Regions from separate parts of the Ovis aries genome. Here region 1 is linked to region 2. Evidence: chromatin contacts called from public Hi-C data. All regions are on one chromosome and are shown on one strand. The core of a region is the stretch at or near the end of the contact, and the rest is flanking DNA. Distances in the headings are between cores, read along the strand shown. Region 1 holds the start of ARID4B (AT-rich interaction domain 4B). Region 2 holds the start of TOMM20 (translocase of outer mitochondrial membrane 20).

The links. Hi-C and Micro-C count contacts between places; a contact is called where the count stands out from the background.
Region 1: a Hi-C map of hypothalamus shows a contact between it and region 2, with 2.4 times the contacts expected there. The contact joins the promoter of ARID4B here to the promoter of TOMM20 in region 2. A contact is called at or near these places in 2 of 16 Hi-C or Micro-C datasets (hypothalamus and skin fibroblasts).

Annotation. Positions count from the first base shown.
Region 1 is chr25:7,435,388-7,439,515 of ARS-UI_Ramb_v3.0, reverse strand. ARID4B (AT-rich interaction domain 4B) reads left to right here and starts at 1,438. Exons shown (of 23, transcript XM_060406727.1): 1 at 1,438-1,688; 2 at 2,668-2,722. The coding sequence starts at 2,717. GGPS1 (geranylgeranyl diphosphate synthase 1) reads right to left here and starts at 1,059. Exons shown (of 4, transcript XM_004021362.6): 1 at 850-1,059.
Region 2 is chr25:7,266,687-7,270,977 of ARS-UI_Ramb_v3.0, reverse strand. TOMM20 (translocase of outer mitochondrial membrane 20) reads left to right here and starts at 2,174. Exons shown (of 5, transcript XM_027962445.2): 1 at 2,174-2,424. The coding sequence starts at 2,304. LOC114110915 (small nucleolar RNA SNORA14) reads left to right here and starts at 2,870; the gene lies at 2,870-3,004. LOC132658656 (a long non-coding RNA gene) reads right to left here and starts at 1,949. Exons shown (of 2, transcript XR_009598569.1): 1 at 1,713-1,949; 2 at 1-392.

The DNA of each region.
Region 1 (4,128 bases), core at 189-2,688, 170 kb before region 2:
TCCAACATGATACCGTTTCTGTCTGGAATGCTCTTTCCTTAAGTTTACTCCTGCTAAACCTTCTGCTCTCAGCTCGATCTTTACTTGCTCGGGAAAGCCTTCCCTCATCTCCCTAAGGCAAATTTCCTGTTTCCAATTCTCATATCACCGTGACACTCTCTTTCGTAGCAATCACACCTGTTGCCATTTCACACTGACGTGTGTGTCCATCCTGTCCGTCTTATGCTCGGATTCAGGAAGGCAGGGGCCACACCAGTTTTTTCACATGGTAGGCGCTCAAATATGTGAAATGAACGAAGGAACCAATGGCAAGTGCCTTCCAACGCGTTAGAGGATAAACTCAAGGCACACTCCGGCATGAAAAAGTGATAATATCATGCAAAGTGGTTTTTTTTGTTTTTTCTTTAAAGGGAAGGATCTGGTTTCAGTATTGCCAAATCGACACACAAATATAAGGGCGGCTGCGGAGCGCAGAGCGCATCCGTCCAAACTCCAGGAGATGATGGATGGGTCTGAAGAAAATTGCCGGGGAGATACAGGGAGGGAATTTAACTAACTTCGAGTCAGATTTTTAACACAGCCTTGGCAGAAGAGCTTCAAACGTCGACTCCCCTAGCACAGGGTCGGTGAGGTGCCCGCTTCCTCTCCGCCCAGAGGGCCCCTTCCGCCCCACTGGGTCCCTTGCGGCTCCTCCCCTTCTCCAGCCAGAGGATGGAAAATTCATACACAATCCGGTTCAGCATCCGGGTCCTCACCCTCCTTTCTTTCTTTCCTCTCAGCTCCGCCTCCCAGCCTCCCCCACCCACCTCCCCATCCGGGTTCCCCCCAGCCGCCACCACAGCCACTCACGGTTCGAGGATGATATCACAACTTTCACGCCGCGGGTCCGGGAGTAAGCTGTACCCAGTATCAGCTTCCCACCTTATAGTTCAGAGTAAGGGTCCTTCCGATGCCTACATGAATACTTTCCCCTATTTCACCACAGAACTCTCCGCCCTCTTCGGCCGCCGGCGACCCCGCATTACTCGGTGCAATAAAATGCGCCATCCCGGTCACACTGCGCAGGCGTCGTTGCCACCTCCCCTCCGCTTTGTTGCTCCGCCCCCTTTCGTTCCCCCCCGCCTGTCTCACGGAGGCGCGGGGCATTGCGGGTCTTGCAGTTCTCCGGGGGGAGGCTTCGCGCATTGGTCCGACAGGCTGGACTACATTTCCCGGGGAGCTTTGAGGCGTAACTTTCTGTTTCCATAGAACTGGTGGGAAAATGGCGTCGTTGTTTGTATCGCGGGGACCAATAGGAACAGGGTATAGGCGGGTTCTAAAGAAGCCTAACCAATCCGAGGTCGTCTAAGAAGCCATCCGGGAAAGAGGTAGGGGAGGGGAAAAAAGTCTAGGGGAGGGGAGAAAGGAGGGAAGGGGGGCACTTGGGGTGGGGGGGGAAGCGATGTTTGCCCGTCAGTCGAGTCCGGAGTGAGGAGCTCGGGCGCCGGAGCGGAGGGAGACTCTTCAGCTTAAGCTTGCCGCTGCCACGGCCACCGCCTGGACTTTTGCTCGGAGGGAGTCGCAGAGGGTCTGTCGCCGCCGTCCTGTGGAGGGCAGCGCGATTGGGGGCCCAGACCTCCAGTCCAGGAGAGATTTTTCGTCGTCCCCCCTCCCCCCAGCGAGGGAGCCCGAGCGGCCGCCAAACAAAGGTACCAGTCGCCGCCGCGGGAGGAGGAGGAGCCGGAGCTTCAGCCTCAGCAACCGCTGGACCCGCCGCCCTTCTTCCCCCATCTCTCCCCCGGGCCTGCTGGTTTTGGGGGGGAGCAGGGGAGGGGACTCTGGACGTGCCAGAGTCGGAGCTCGCCTCCGAGGAAGGTAGGGACATTTTCTGAGGCTTTCGCGGTCTCGTAAGGGGGTCATTAAGGGAGTCACTGGGCCCGGCCGAGGACCCGGGGAAGGTCGCTTTGGTGGTCTCCCCGGGCACGGAAATTCGGGGCCTCGGCCTCCGTGCAGCTCCCCCGCCCCCCGCAGTTGCCGAGTCCGAGTCGCCCCCCAGCCTGGCGGCCGCACACTCAGCGCTTTAGCGTCCCTCGGCCGCGGTGGGGGGCCCGGGTCGGTGGGGGAGCTCTGCCGCCTCCTGGCCCCCTCGGCGCTCTCGCTGTCCCCTCGGATCCCGCTCCCACTTGTCGGGTGTCCATCTCGGAGCGGGACGTGGGCTGAGGCTCTGCGGCTGGTCGGTGCAGCTCGCGGCCCGCCCGGCCCGTCCGTCGCCCCTGCTGTGCTCCCCCAGGCCCGGCTTGCGCCCGCTTGGACTTGGGGTGCGCGGCCCTTTCGAGGGGGAGCTGCCGGAACGGCGCGGAGGCCCTCGGGCAGGAGGGCGGCCGGCCCCGCGCCGGCCCCCAGGCTTGTTGTGAGTTTCTTCTCTGACAGAAATGGCGTCATTGTCGGAGACGGGAAACTCCGTCGGGTCCCGACAATGGGGACGGGAAGCTGTCGAGCTGTGTAGGTGGCCAGGTTTGCGAGGATGGCGGGGCCAGAGGGGGACCCTGGATCGGCGTTTGGTGGTTTGGGGGCTGACGCCTCCTTGAGCTCCTTTTCGGCGTGCAGGCTTCGCTGGAGTCCCTCCGCCTCCGCCAGTGCAGAGGGGTGCCCGTGATGTTGACGGGGTGTCTTTTGTTTCTTCTCCAGGTGCAGGTGAATCTGGTATTTTCGGGGAGATCGCGGCCCCAGGATCATCATGAAGGTAAGATCTCCAGAAGACGAGCCTGGGGGCCAGAGAATCTAGGAAGTGGGGGCTTTGATTGAGTTCGGGTAGGGGGCCCCAACGAGTTTTGCTGAGGAAGGTGTGTGTGGTGGCTTGGCGCCCGAGCTCGTCCCCGGAGACGACGAGGGTCAGCTGGTGTGGATATCGGTGGGCTTTGCTGTGGAGTTGGAGCCGGTTATAGGATATCTCGCTGAGGATGATTTTTCCTTATAGAACCTCTCTCTTTTCGGGGAATGAGAGAAATAGCTGCGTGAATTTAAGTGTTTTAAAAGCAGGTCAAGTAATCTGATTCTAGAAACTGAACTGTATTGTGGTTCTATCGGTTACACTGATGAAAGAACATCTCATTTATTGTGTGAACAGTATTGTCAATTTTTAACCGAAGACCTCCTTGCTTAGGAGAATTAAATATAATCTTAATTGAAAGATTTTTTGAAGAGAATGTTGGTGATCTTTACATAATTCAGAGACAGCAGTTAGTTGTTCCTTGTATTTCCGGGGATTTAGGATTATATGGTGTGTTTTCCTCTGCTGATCCATTAGGTCTATAAATTATCAGATGCTGTATTGCATTGTGATAAAACCGATTGCCAGGTTCCTTTTAAATGTAAACATGTTAACTGAATGGAGGATATTGTCTAAAAGAGTATGGTTTGCTTAAATGGTTGAAGAAATTATAGTCATAAACTTAGTACAGGTTGTTTTTTCACTTTAGAGAATATGTGATTGAATGCTGCCATATTTTTTTAACCCACTTTAGGATGAAAAGCTTTAGATATCTGAAATGTTTAGATTCAACTACTGGAACTTAGAGACTAGCAGGTATTTTTCATCCATTACAAACTCAGAAGAGCTTGAAAAGAGTAGAGGGTTTTCACAGGGATAGAAATGCAACAGTTAGTATGTTAAAATGTAAATTCCAACTACTTTTGACAGTCCTTTGAATTATTTAAAAATAATTTTTAATTCCAAGTTAAAATTTGGAGTACATGCTCATGGTAGAAAATGAAAGCTGTGACTACTTAAATATTTATCAGCTATACAAAGTAGTTAAATTCAGTCTTTTTTTAGGTTGTTTTGTTTTTGAGTTTGAGGTGCTATAAACTCCTACATGAAACAGTTTAAATCTGATGAATTACTATTTCACTTTCATGTAAATAAAAAAACAATCAGTGATGTTTCAGAAATGAATCCCTTTTGTTAATCATGCTAAAAATGCTAGCTCCGTCACCTTCTGTCTGACCTGTGTGAAACAGTGACAAGTAAATTTTTTAGAAAAAAATATCTTCTTTGGCATTGGACAGCAATTTCTATAGAAAAGTGTTGGGTTGAATGATTTAAGTTTATAGGGTGAATAATACAGGAGTTAGTTTGGAATGAATGTT
Region 2 (4,291 bases), core at 925-3,424:
CCGTTCCACCTGTGGCTCAGGACATACCTCTGTCAGCTGATAGGGGTGCACTGTTAAGGCTAGGAAGAATCCGTATGTGTGCATGACATAAGGAAAAGCTTTTTTTCTGTTGTGTCCAACCCCCCAATAGCAGTCATTTGCTTTGCTGTGATATATATGCACCTTCGCATCTCACCCCAGTCCAGGCAATGTACATGTACCTTTGATCAAATTTCCAGTCTTATAGGATCTCAGGTTCCCAGGTGGCGCAAGTGGTAAAGAAACTGCCTGCCAATGCAGGAGGCATAGAGACTCAGGTTCAGTCCCTGGGTTGGGAAGATGCTCTGGAAGAGGGCATGGCAGCTCAGTCCAGTACTCTTTCTTTGCGTGGAGAATCCCATAGACAGAGGAGCCTGGAGGGTTCATATGGTCACCGAGAGTCAGACACGACCGAAGTGACTTAGCACGCACACTTGCACAGGTTCATTATCACTCAAGCAAAAGGGCTTTCCCAAGCTCTTGGACTAGGTTAGGAATGTCAGCTAAATGTTTCCATAAGTACCCTGCAACAGCTTGACACCATCTACCCTAGAGTTGAGCCAGACTTTGTGTTATGGGGACAGTATTGCTGTATGACAAGATGGCTGTATGAGAATACACAGGTCACAAATACAGGGAGAGATGTGTCTCCAGGCCACTCTTCTGACCGACCAGCTAGTAATTTGGAGGTTCCTACTCCCTGTCTCAGGTTCACCATAAGGAATCACAGAACTCAAGAACATGTTCTACTTATGATTACAGTTTTATTACAGCAAAAGGATATACATAAAATGCAGCCAGGGAATGCCCTGGTAGTCCAGTGGTTAGGACTTGGCACTTCCACTGCTTAAGTCCCAGGTTCAACCTTTGGTCAGGGAACTAAGATTTCACAAGCCTTGCTGTGCAGCCAAAAAAGAATAAACCAAAACCAGCCAAAGGGAAAGAGAAGAGGCATGCACAAGGGAAAGGTATGGGCGAGTCCCAAATTCAAAGCTTCTGTTGTTCCCTCCCTGAACACCTCCCAGAAGACAGAACACCTCACCCTCCTTGCACATGGCACGTTGATTCCTAAGTACAGAGTACTGCCAACCTCGGAAGGGCACATGCTTCGGTGTCCAGAGCCTTCATTGGGCTTCCCTATGTGGGTCATAACCTACCTTCCCTGGTGGCTCAGACGGTAAAGCGTCTGCCTACAATGAGGGAGACCTGGGTTCGATCCTGGGTCAGGAAGATCTCCTGGAGAAGGAAATGGACACCCACTCCAGTATTCTTGCCTGGAAAATCCCATGGACGGTGGAACCTGGTAGGCTACAGTCCATGGGGTCACAAAGAGTCGGACACGACTGAGCAACTTCACTTATGTAGGTCATGAAGTTGAACTCCATGAAGTTATTCTCCAGCCTCCTTCCCCTCCTTTCCCCCAGAAATAGGGCTGATACCACCCAGATCAAAGTCCCAACCGCCCAATCACAACCCTGGTCTTTCAGGTCTTGCTGGGCAGCCCCATGATGAACCATCTCTTTCGCATAAACTGTCAGGACACTACAGTCTATAATAAACATTCCTATCACTCCAAAGGTTTCAGAGGATCCCGTCTATGTCTTTTCAAATTTAAACTACACACATAATGTCTTCAGTGGGTATGACAGCTTGACAACTCAGTGTTTACTATTTTTTTCCATTGTGTCTCTTACCCGTTATCCTTTTCCAGGAATCGCTCCATTTAATTTTCTTCCACTCCTGAGACTATACCGTAACAATCTTTTGAAATCGAATCACTAGATTATGGTCCTTGCTGCAAAACGGATTGTGACTGAGCTTGAAACCAAATGAAAGTGAATCAAACAAGAGTTACAGGGCGCCTGTGTAACATAAAATGATGAAGCATTTGCGACCAGTGACCTTCCATCTTTGACACAAGCAAGGAAGTCAGCTACACACACTCTGGAGTGTGCGCACGACGGCCACGTGCCACCCTCATCACGTCAAGCTCAAACGCTCTTAAGGACGTGCGCGACCTCGCGCAGTAGCTCGACTCCGTAGCGAACTTAAGCACCTGCGCAGGCGCAGAAGCGGCGCGGGTGCCTCCCCTCAGGCACTGCTGCGGACATCCCCAGGGGCCTCGGCGACGGGGGCCGGAAGTGACGCATGTTCCGTCTTTCCGCGTCCCTCGCGGCGGGCGGCGGGCGTCGGGACGGAGCCGCGCACTCGGATCTGGGTCTTCGCGGTCAACGGCTTCTTTTAGGGCCCCGCCGCAGCCGACCCGGCTCCTCGGTGGAGAGAAGATGGTGGGCCGGAACAGCGCCATCGCCGCCGGCGTGTGCGGGGCCCTTTTCATCGGTTACTGCATTTACTTCGACCGCAAGAGACGGAGTGACCCCAACTTCAAGAACAGGCTGCGAGAACGTGAGTGGGTCTCCGGTTCCCTGGGCCTCCCTCCTCCTCCCCCCGCGGCGCCCTCGTCCCCTGCTTCCCGCCGGCCGACCCGCCGCGTGCTGGGCGCCGCGTGGTGCTGCAGGGTCTGGGCCCTGGAGCGCACCCGCCAGAGAAAGGTGATGGCGCCGCTTCCAGGGTTGCTCCCGGCTCGTGTGCCAACGAAAGCGTCCCTCCATTTTGGAGGAACGATTTTTCCCATTTTGTTTTCCCTAAGCATGTACTATGTAAGGGCAGATTGGTTTGTATTGTAATTTAGGGGGTTGTGGCTCTTTTTTGCTGTTTATCTTTTTTCGCCTCTTCCGAACTCGAATGTGGGTTTTTTTGTGGTGTTTTTTTTTTTTTTGTATTTTAGGAATTTGTGCTTAGACTGAACCTGCAAATCCAGTTTAGTATCATTCTCAAACGATAAGGTTGCATGCATTCTTAAACCCTCTTGGTAGCTCCACTGTAAAGGCTTCCAAGATATGAGTGAATGCTATAGAAATCGCAGGGGCGTCCAAAAGGCTGCACGTTTCCTGTGGCTCAGTCTTATTTCATACCTGCGACATCTTTTAAAAGAGATTTACAAGAAGGAAATCGTGTCGCCAAAACCTTTCGTGTGCTTTGAATTTCGGAGGTATGCTCGTTCGCAGCAACAGAAGAGCAAATTTGTTGCATTAAGAAATAATTTTGTAATCTACCTAGGTTGCTCAGTCAGAATAGTTCCTGAAACTAGAATGTATAGGTAAATTACTAAAGCCCAGAAAAATACGAAAAAGTGATTAGCATTTCACGTGTACTTGGGTTGCACGTGGCTGGGACTACCTTACTGGAAACTGCTGCTCTTACACCATCTGCAATGTGATACCTGATTCTGGCTCTCTTGTGTCTCAGGAAGAAAGGGATATAGAGGTGATTTTTTTATTTATAGTTAGGTAAACTAATGGAAATAATGCTGCTTTGGATTCAGACACTGAGTTTCCTGACCCAGGTTAGTCACAGATTAGCAGTATGATCTTGGGTTTTCTGAATCTTATTTTCTTAGCTTGCAAATCAGGTATTGCCTCTTTTTGGTTTTGTGAAGATTAAAATGTTTGATGTGCTCACCACCATTCTTGACATGGAGAACATCCTGTAAATTCCTGCTGTAAATGTAATTATTGGAATTGTTATCGTTTTCCTGTAGCTTCCAAGAAATAGTTGGGCAGTGGTGGTGTGGAGGTAGATCTCTGTAAAGACTGGATTAACCCTTCCTTTGGAATCGCTGCAATCCTATTGTTGAAAACCTTGAGAAAACTAATTTTTGGTTGAAGAAATAATAAAAGCTGTGATTTTGAACAAATTGAGAAATCTGTTATTTTCACAGGTTTGGTTTTTTTTTTGGTCTTCCATAAATTTCTTTCTAGTTTCAGTAGTAGCCTGATGACTTAAGTGTCAGGCTTGAATTAGTAGCTAAGTAACCTTGGGCAACAAATTTCAAGCTTTAGTTTCCTTCTTTTTTTGTAGAACATTATAATGTAGAATTTAGTACAGTACCTGACACACGGTGATTAATGAATGTGCTGAAGTCCTGGGTGTTCATTGGAAGGACTGATGCTAAAGCTGAAACTCCAGTGCTTTGGCCACCTCACATGAAGAGTTGACTCATTGGAAAAGACTCTGTTGCTGGGAGGGATTGGGGGCAGGAGAAGAAGGGGACGACAGAGGATGAGATGGCTGGATGGCATCACGGACTTGATGGACATGAGTTTGAGTAGACTCCGGGAGTTGGTGATGGACAGGGAGGCCTGGTGTGCTGCGATTCATGGGTCGCAGAGAGTCAGACAGGACTGAGCAGCTGAACTGAAAAATTGTTTAT